2 separate regions of the Zea mays genome follow, and region 2 is linked to region 1. Evidence: chromatin contacts called from public Hi-C data. All regions are on one chromosome and are shown on one strand. Each heading gives the region's core, a stretch centred on a gene start, on an enhancer-like site or on the middle of the called end of the contact. The rest is flanking DNA. Distances are from core to core; before and after follow the strand shown. Region 1 holds the start of LOC542339 (acidic ribosomal protein P3). Region 2 holds the start of LOC103626411 (putative disease resistance protein RGA3).

The links. A called contact is a pair of places that touch in the nucleus more often than the background predicts.
Region 2: a Hi-C map of ear shows a contact between it and region 1, with 1.8 times the contacts expected there. The contact joins the promoter of LOC103626411 here to the promoter of LOC542339 in region 1. A contact is called at or near these places in 7 of 25 Hi-C or Micro-C datasets (bundle sheath, ear, endosperm and 3 more).

The regions. Positions count from the first base shown.
Region 1 is chr5:58,703,398-58,708,085 of Zm-B73-REFERENCE-NAM-5.0, forward strand. LOC542339 (acidic ribosomal protein P3) reads right to left here and starts at 1,952. Exons shown (of 2, transcript NM_001111919.2): 1 at 1,674-1,952; 2 at 499-978. The coding sequence starts at 1,871. The coding sequence ends at 814.
Region 2 is chr5:59,059,132-59,063,930 of Zm-B73-REFERENCE-NAM-5.0, forward strand. It overlaps LOC103626411 (putative disease resistance protein RGA3), which reads left to right and starts at 2,101. Exons shown (of 8, transcript XM_008646817.4): 1 at 2,101-2,557; 2 at 3,305-3,447; 3 at 3,626-4,088. The coding sequence starts at 3,783. It overlaps LOC103626410 (anaphase-promoting complex subunit 2), which reads left to right. Exons shown (of 16, transcript XM_008646815.3): 14 at 10-201; 15 at 290-358; 16 at 466-848. The coding sequence ends at 588.

The DNA.
Region 1 (4,688 bases), core at 702-3,201:
TTCATAAAATTTAGTAAAACTGATGAAATATAACGTTAGGAGCTTTAGAAAATCGGAAAGCAAGTTATAAACTTTTAGAAGACATTTAAATAGGTTATTTTATTTCTTGTTTAGAGTAAAAAATATTTTTTAAAACAAGTTAAATTTGATTATAAACAACAACTTTATGTTGAAGTTGGAATAGTAGAAACAGTGCAAAGACCCTTTAAATTAAGGGGCAGAGCTCCCACAACTTCGCTATCAACGAGAATCACTACCGCAGAGCCAAACTGTAAAAATCTGAACTGCTCCATGGTAAAAGTAGAGTAAATCTAGTCACTATTTCATACTGAAAGTGGAAACCAAAAAACCTACTTACCACCTCTCCCAACCTACTCAGAAATCAGTTCACAATCTATTTGTAAAACAATTTTCGTCAAATAAATTCACTTTTGATAGAGAATCACTCTATTAAAGAATCAACTCTCAAAGTTGAGAAACATAGAACAGAGCTTCACGAGAGAAAGAAGGTGCATGACGAGCTGTTGCTGTTCAATTTCTTGAACAAGTAGTACTGTTGCTGTTCAATTTCTTGAACAAGTACTAGCTACATATTATCATTACAGGAAACAGTAACCTTTTGGCACCGAAAATCACAACAAATGGCAAGGAGAATATATGATTCCAAACAACATATCAAATTCTCACATAAACTGGAACAGGTCGCTTGTAACAATTACCAAGAGTTCTTCAGGTTCACAGACAGGACAGCAAAATTAACTACGGCAACAGGACCAAACCACCACTTCTGAGATCCAGATGACACACACAACTCTAGTCGAACAGGGAGAATCCCATGTCGTCGTCGCTCTCTTCCTTCTCCTCTTCCTTCTTCTCCTCCTTGGGAGCCTCGGCAGCAGCACCACCAGATGCAGCAGCACCGCCGCCGCCACCTCCGCTCACCATCATTGCACCACCACCGACAGCACCGACGATCACCTGCGCAAGATTTAAAGTATTGAACATAAGGTGGTGATGACAATGGACAATCCAGCAGAAACGATTCACGCAAACATAGAAAGCCTAGACATCTAATCATCATAAACACTACCACGTTCAATTCAGGTGTGGGTTAATCATAGAACTTACACACCACAGTCAGCCAAAGCGCAAGCATAGCAGTTTTTTTACATTGAAACCTAGTTAATTTTGATATTTTCTAACAAAAACTAACAGCTAAAACACAGTAACGTAGCTAAAGTATATAGGTGGTGGCTGACATATAACACAGTTTATATAACATAAACGAGGAATGGGCTTGAATTATGCAGATCAGCAACAACACAGAATTCTACTATGGCCAAAAGGGAACACTTCAGGCAACAGTAATGGCCAAAGGAGAACACTTCAATCTATAGTTATATACCAATTACCAACAAGACAATAGTTCTATGCCAACAAGACAAATACAGCATCACCAGCTCCAACACTATAAGCTGCTATGCTACACAACATCAGATTCTCAAAACGATAATATCAACCTGACAAACCTATTGCTCTACAGACGCGATCAGCCGAAACAGTGGCAAGTCGAGATACTTCACTGCCGAATACAGACAACTTCGCATATACATCTATATACTGTATAAACGTTAGATCCGGTGGATCCAGAAGGAATGCGTCGGCGAACAGACCTGGAACACGGCGGAGCTGGGGGTGACCATGGAGAAGGACGACTGGACGCCGTAGGCAGAGTCGGCCGCGGAGGCGGCAGCGACGAGGCGGCGCTGCAGCTCGTATGGGGTAGCGGCGGAAGCCTCGATCTCGCCGGAGTGCTGCTTGGCGGTCCACTCGCCGCCGTTGTTGCGGCACACAAAGGTGTAGACGCCCATGTCGCTTGTTCCCTGCGTGCGCAGCGGCGGCGGAGGGAGAGAGGAAGGGGGTCGGAGGCTTTGGGGATTTGGGAGGCTGCTGGGTTGAAACCCTAGCAATGGGTGGGTTTATGTAATGGTTTCTTGGGAGCCCATGGAACCTCGTGGGGCCGGGCCCGCGTTTATGGGCCAGGCCAAGATTATATGGGCTTAGTTAGTTTAATGCTTCGCCCAACATCAATGAAACACGAAAGGACACAAACATGTGCATAAATTCTGGGATAAAATCCTTTTGACCCCTCAAATCTCATGATCGTGTTTTTTACCTCTCATTTATAAAACCAGATTTTTATACTTTCTTAATTTTAATTTTTTTCTATCTAAGTGGTTATGGACTGTTGTTTTATTCCATACTAGTCGGTTGTTCGTGCGTTGCGACGGCTTACAACAACACTCATGTAAACTATCCACAAAAAAAAATCAATATTTTTTATTGATTGTCTCCGCTCTCCGTATAATATTTTTTTGATTTGGCTAACTGATGTTATTATTTACTTCATCCAATATGTCTTGATACAACACGACCAATAAAGTGAGCGATTAGAAGAGAGTTCACAACGACTGATTAAACATACAGAGACTATATAATTATATAATTCCACCATACATAGACCAAATAAGAGAAAGTTTGTGAGCTCAAGTTTCTAAATTAAGTCACGTGAACTCAAACTTATAAAAAAGATAGATCAAAATATGGAGTGGTTGCTAAAGTTATGCATCAATAAAGACTGTGTGCGCTCCATGTAAATTATGCTACTTCGTAGCAATTACTAACGTTTTAAACCAACAAATAACCTTTCATTTTACTGTTAGTGTGACAAATCATTATTGTCGCATCCAATTCAGCAACCTCAAACACCATGAAGTCAATTGCGCTAATGTGGTCTTAGAAATGACTTAATGCTTGCAAGAGCCAAGAACGTTGTGTCGTGCTTGGGCTGTAGCCTCGGTCCGTACTGCTGGTCCGGCCCGACACAAATTTTTTTATTTTACAAAAAAAACATATATACATATATATAATTTATATTCAATATTAAAAACATCTAATCATGATGTTTTACTGGTTAGATAGCTTTACCTAGTGTCTTCTGCCCTTCTTTCATCAAGGCATGAGTTCAAACCCTATCTCTTGCACTATTTTTTTAATATTTTACGCTAATTTAATCAAACAGACAGATGGGAGTTGTGGCCCGCTGGCGTCTGGCCCAGCCGTCGTTTGGTCATCTATAGGCGTGCAGCGGATTAATCTGAAATGGTTGTGAGGGGTTATTTGTAAAAAGATGACGCGGGACGACCGTTGGTGCTTTAAGCGTTTGGATCCCTTCATTTTAGAGGAATTGGAATACACTCAATAAAGTAACTTATTTAGTTTGGAATTTAACATTCAACCACTTTTCAAAGTTCAGATATAATCCTATCTCAAATTCATGCGGTGGAGGGTGAGAAATGATTTTATGTATTAGTAGAATTTGTTTCTACTCTATAACTTACATGACACTCCTCGTCTCACTCCTCTCTAGTAAAAAATGTAGTACATAAATATCTCTAACATCTTGCTAATAATAGTATACAAATATATTTTGCATAAAATCGAATTAGCTTAATTGATATATGCGTAAATTACTATTATTAGAATGGAATTCAATTCCAATAATTCAAATGGGGCGTACATGTATTTTAAAAAATATCCAAAAAAACCGTGTAGTCGAAATCTCAAAAATCTTTTTTATTAGTGTTACAAAGCAGGCATAGACCATTTGTTTTAGAAAAAAATGAAATCAAATTCATGTTTTCGTACCGAATATGTATTTCAACCACGAGTATATTAGTTATAGGCCCTGTTTGTTTCGGCTTCTGGCAGCTTCTGGCCACCAAAAGCTGTTGCGGACTGCCAAACGCTTAGCTTTTCAGCCAGCTTCTATAAAATTCGTCGGGCCAAAAACTATCCAAAATCAACATAAACACATAATCGGTTGAGTCGTTGTAATAGTAGGAATCCGTCACTTTCTAGATCCTGAGCCCTATAAACAACTTTATCTTCCTCCACACGTAATCGTAATAATACTCAGATTCTCCCTACAGCCAGATTCTCCCCACAGCCGGATTTTCAGAAAAGCTGGTCAGAAAAAAGCTGAACCAAACAGGCCCATAATCGTATCTATTAGCCCTGTTTGTTTGGTTGGAATTGAATTTTATTCTAATAATCATAATTTAGGCACAAACTAATTAAGTTAATATATATATATATATATATATATATATATATTACATATAGTTGTATATTATCCTAAATAATATGAGAGAGATAATTATACACTACACTTATGCTATAGAGAAGTAAGTAGAAAAGTATGTTATAAGTTATACATTAGAAAAATAGTGTATAAATTTATAGTTACAATTTTCATATCTCACCCCATGAATTCTAGATAGGCTTATATATGAACTTCGGAAAGTTGTGGAATGTTACATTGTAAAAAATAGCATACTCCATATATTAGTTTGATTCCAATTTCTCAAAATAAAGGGAAAAGTGGAGCTGTCAGACAAGTTTTCTACCGAATCTGATTCAGAGATAGAAAATTTTAGTTTCAGTATTGTTTGCCTAACTTCAGAGCTCTGTTGTGTTTAATCCTTGGGGTTATAGACTATGGTTGCTATAGAAAAGTTGGAGAACTATGTTGGGTGAGTACATCTTATTAAGAAACTTCACCCTGGAATCATTTAGAACTGAGAGAAAAACCTATTCAAATATAGATTGTCAGACCTGTGTTGTCT
Region 2 (4,799 bases), core at 851-3,350, 360 kb after region 1:
ATGATATAGGGGGTCCTGACTGAATCAGCAGGACCAGATGCCGATGATCGCACCTTCACTGTTGTCGATAGCATGTCTGATGTCAACAAGGACAGTATTGTGAATGAACGCATGGCAGAGTATCAGATGACTGAGGAGGAAGGTGAAAGCTCTGTGGCTTCAGTGGAGGAACAGCTTAAGAAAGAAATGACAGTCTACGAGGTATGGCTCAAAATGAAATACTGAATAAATACGTTTACATTTTGTTTGTGCTCACCTTTCAAACATTGGGACGCTGTACGCACCGCAGAAATACATCGTCGGAATGCTAACAAATTTTGGGAGTATGTCGCTGGACAGGATACATAACACTCTAAAGGTAATGGCACAAAAGATGGTTGGTCGGCATTCCCCTTATCTGATATACTGGTTTTTTTTTATGTTTCACATTTTGATCTCTTTTCATTTTTTTTTCTCATTTTGCAGATGTTTTGTATTGCCGAGCCATCGTATGACAAGTCGCTGCAGCAGCTGCAAAGTTTTCTTTCTGGTCTAGTAGCAGATGAAAAGCTAGAAACGAGGGATGGGCTGTACTTGCTAAAGAGGTAGCAGCCGTTTCTATACTAGGATAGTGGGTTGTTAGACTAGGGTTGTACACTTGTACTATTTGCTAATGAGTTGTTTAGACTAGAGATGTCAGGTAATCAGATATAACACACTTCATTATCAAAGCTATGTTATCGGGTTCAGAGGCAGCTTACATATCCTATCTCACATCCTCCTTTATTTTAAACTTCATTATGTAAACAATGACTATGAAGGTGTTACTATGGAGGTATTTGAGATGGCTCTAGGTTCTAGATCCAGTATGGAGCTGTAGTTTATGTCAGTTTATTTAAATAGTTTTAAAGTATTTATAATCTAAATAATAAATAAAATAATTTAACTAAATGTTTTTTAAAGTCTTATAACTCTAGATTCACGATTTTCTGAAGCATCTGATTTGTTATACCAACTCTATCAATTTTTTTGAGCTAAAATTGTCCCAAACAAGATCTATATACACAATTTGCTAGAGGCAGATGCTGACGTCAGGCTACGACTCCCTCTCCCCTCTTCCACGTGTACGAACGGGGATGAGCCGTCCAACGACGTCATCTCCCTAAGTCCCTTTCCATGGAATATTAGGTGAGAGAAAAATCTCATCGGATGTAGGAGATGTAATCTCTCATTTGTTAATGACTGTGATTATTTACGAAATTAATCTATTCTAAACTTCTTAACCAGAAAACAATGCGTATTGCAATAGCACAAATACGAATATCGTACATTTTTTAACTCCAAAAATTTATTGTATATGAGTTAAATAGCTTAGTTAAAACATAAAGGGAAGCCAAATAGTGGAAATGATTGGATAAGATAAATAGGGAGAGTAATAAAAGAGGGGATGTATTTAAAAATAAATAGAAAGTATGAATAGAGGGAAATGAGAGTAGGAATGGTTGGAATCAACCTTGTAGCACTTAGCATTCACTATCGCAAGTTATTATTGCTATTGTTACACCCCTATCCAATACGTGAATAGTTATGTGACGATGTGGATAGTTTCAATAATAATAAAAATGCTAAGGTAGTGATTTGGACCATGATAAAGAATGATAGGGTGATTAATGATATTATTTTTAACTGTATGAGAACTAGTTGACATCATAAAATATAAGACAGTCTACAACAGTTTACTCATATGATCATAAAAAACTGGTTTGCACTGTAGATTATACTGTTTACATAGTAAAGTTTAAATATATGGATGATGATGGTTAAGCTACTAGAGATAACCTAATAATACACTTTGTGATCTGCTATGCAACTAATTTATTATAAAGATGTGAAATGAGAATCGTATCTTTATAAAACATCTTTATAAAACAGAGAGTGAAGGTCCACACCAAATAACACTTCCTTTCCTTATCATTAGAAAAATAGATTTGAATTAAAAAAACAGCATATTTAGTGTAAAAACTATTAGCACACTAATATACTAACACCAAGTCTTGTCCATCAGATTCACTATCTACGATTGAGTTAAATCCCACGCACATCCTATCATACGAAGACTTAGTTCTTTAGAAAATAGTTTAGGAGGAGATGATATTGCACTAAGTCATAGATGCTGAATTTGATGAACAAGATTCAATGTTACTGTATTAACACCTTAATTATTTTTACACTATGTTGTCTTTATAGAAAACTACTGTAACGCGCATCCTGGAATCTTAATCCAGATATGGGAAACCGTTGTTTAGCCCACTTTCCAGTACATTTTGCGGGCTGCAGGCCCACGCACGCGCCACTCGGGGCCCAACGAAACTGGCGCCGCGACGAATCCTCTCGCCGGCTGCACCATGGCCGGGAAGAGCGAGGGACGCTCCCGTGGTCGAGGGTTGGGATACCGATGACTCTGTGTGTGTGCGCGCGCGCGCCCCAAGTCCAGTCCAAACATCCATCGGTAGGGATGGGACTGCCTAGTCGAGGAGAAGCTTCGCTGGCGCCGCGCCGCCCCGCATTCGTCGACGAGGTCCGTTCCTGCTCAGGTTTATCCCACTCCGCGTTCATCTCTTCCGTGTAACAATAGAGGGATCGAACAAAATGCAAGTGACGGGAAACCGAGCAAACCAGTGATTCTCCTGGAGGGAAGCATGCAACGGGGCCGCCAGGCCGGATGCTGCGTTTTTGTTTGTAGCTCGCAGACTTCGATCTGCTTGATTTCACTGACGTGCTCATCGCAGAGGCATTTTCGACTGTTTCCACGCGGTTGGCGATTAGCTTTGACTCCACTCAGCTGTAACAGTCCAGCGAAATTTCCGTCTCGTCATCTTTCCTAGATGCCTAGGCACGAGACAGGAGTCACAGGAGTCCACATCTGTCTTCCACTATGCTCTGTCGTTCTTCTCTCCTATACTTTCTTACACCTCTTTCCTGCTAGCTACTAGGGACCTTTGTCCTTTTGCTTCAGTGATAAGTAAGGAACAATCTGTGGGTGGATAACAAAGCTTGACCTGACTCAGAGACTCGGAATCTTTGGCTCTTGCCCCCGCGTCTTCTGGGAAAAGACGCTAAAGGTAACCAGCATGAACTAATAACTGGGAAACTGCATTATGCACACGAAATTAAGCACCAGTGTAATGAGTGATCAGTTAATCAGAAATTTGTTTTTTTATTTGTAATTTGGGTTGTATGCACTGCAATTCATTGCAGTGGATAAGATGGTTGGGAATTGCAGATATTCATGCTAAATCACTGTTTAAACGATTTTCATTCACAGTTCGACAGGCCCAGTGCTGCCGGCTCCCATATGAGTGGGGTAGTAACCGAGCCAAGACTTAATTCCGTGGTACATTCTACATAGAGGCTTCATCGAACTCAGGACCTTTGGCTTAATGGAAAGGCCTGTCACCATTGCGTCAGGTCTGTCCTTCATTCACAGTTGCTATTTTGAAAATATTTCATTTGATGGTTAGAGAAAGCTTTAGGATTAATGGAATTTTGAGGTTGAGGTTTCCTCCAAAAGAACAAAAAAGGAAAAGATGTGAAATAATGGAAAGGAAAGCAGTCTACCTAACTTTTTTTTGCATTGTTATTAAAGGTGGCTGACCAAGACAGCTTGACTTGACTCCCACCTTCCATGAAATGCACTGGCACTCAGCCAAAAGACTTCAGGAGTTCGACACATACATTGAATCGCAAAATCAATATTTACATTACTTCACTCCATTACGATTCACAACAGCTAAAGCCGCTCCATGACCATGGGCACAGTTGTCGGTGAGATGCTTGCATCGGCTGTCCTGAAGGTGGTCATGGGGAAGCTTGGTGCGGTTATTGGGCCTGAGGTCAACATGCTGTGGAAGTTCAAGGATGATCTTGAGTCGATCAGGAGCACTCTGTTGACTCTCCAAGCTGTATTGAATGACGCTGAGAAGCGGTCTTCACGAGAGGAACGTGTGCGCCTCTGGCTCAAGAGGCTTAAGTTTGCTGCTTATGACATTCATGACATTTTAGAGGAAATGGAATCAAATAATGACATTGGCTATGGTTCGTTTAAGAAGGTGACCACCTTTTTCTATTTCTGATTTAATTTTTTCTGTATTGAAGTACATTTTTGTTATACATAAGAACGAATGGGCTAAAAAGGTATACTGGTATCTTTCTGTTCAATGTGTCGGTGGCGGGTACTCCTAAGTACTTGTTTTCAAGGTTCTGTGGTGTATATAAATTAATAGCTACTGAGTTATCCCTTTTAGTTCTCTCAAAAGCTTTTTCCCTTCCCCTCCCCTTTCTCTCTCTTTCTCTTTTTGGTGACTTCTTGTTGGGTTTCAACTCTAGCCTACCCCAACTTGTTTGGGACTAAAAGGCTATGTTTATTTTGATGTTGAATGCAAGTGTAATGATAAACACACAATTAGTAGTAGCTGTCTAAGTTCTGATATAATTTGTGCATCAATCTAACTTAAAGTTGCAACAGGATAATCAACTAGTTTTGTAAAGTTTATATGCAGGCAAGGAAGTAGGGAGTGTGCTTTCTAGCATTTACGGTTTTGAAATCATTTGATTTTTACAGCGTTACATCATATATGTGTTCTCCTTCAGTGAGCATTAGGCTTCGAGACTTTTGAAGCCTGAGAAAGGACTGTTAATAACAGCAGAGTATCTTTTGGAAATTTGGTTATCCACTCTTTGCTGGCAGTATAGAAACCTCTTTCTATAAATGAATACCAGGGCCCCTGATCCTTGTCAACTACAAGGAACAAAACTAATTT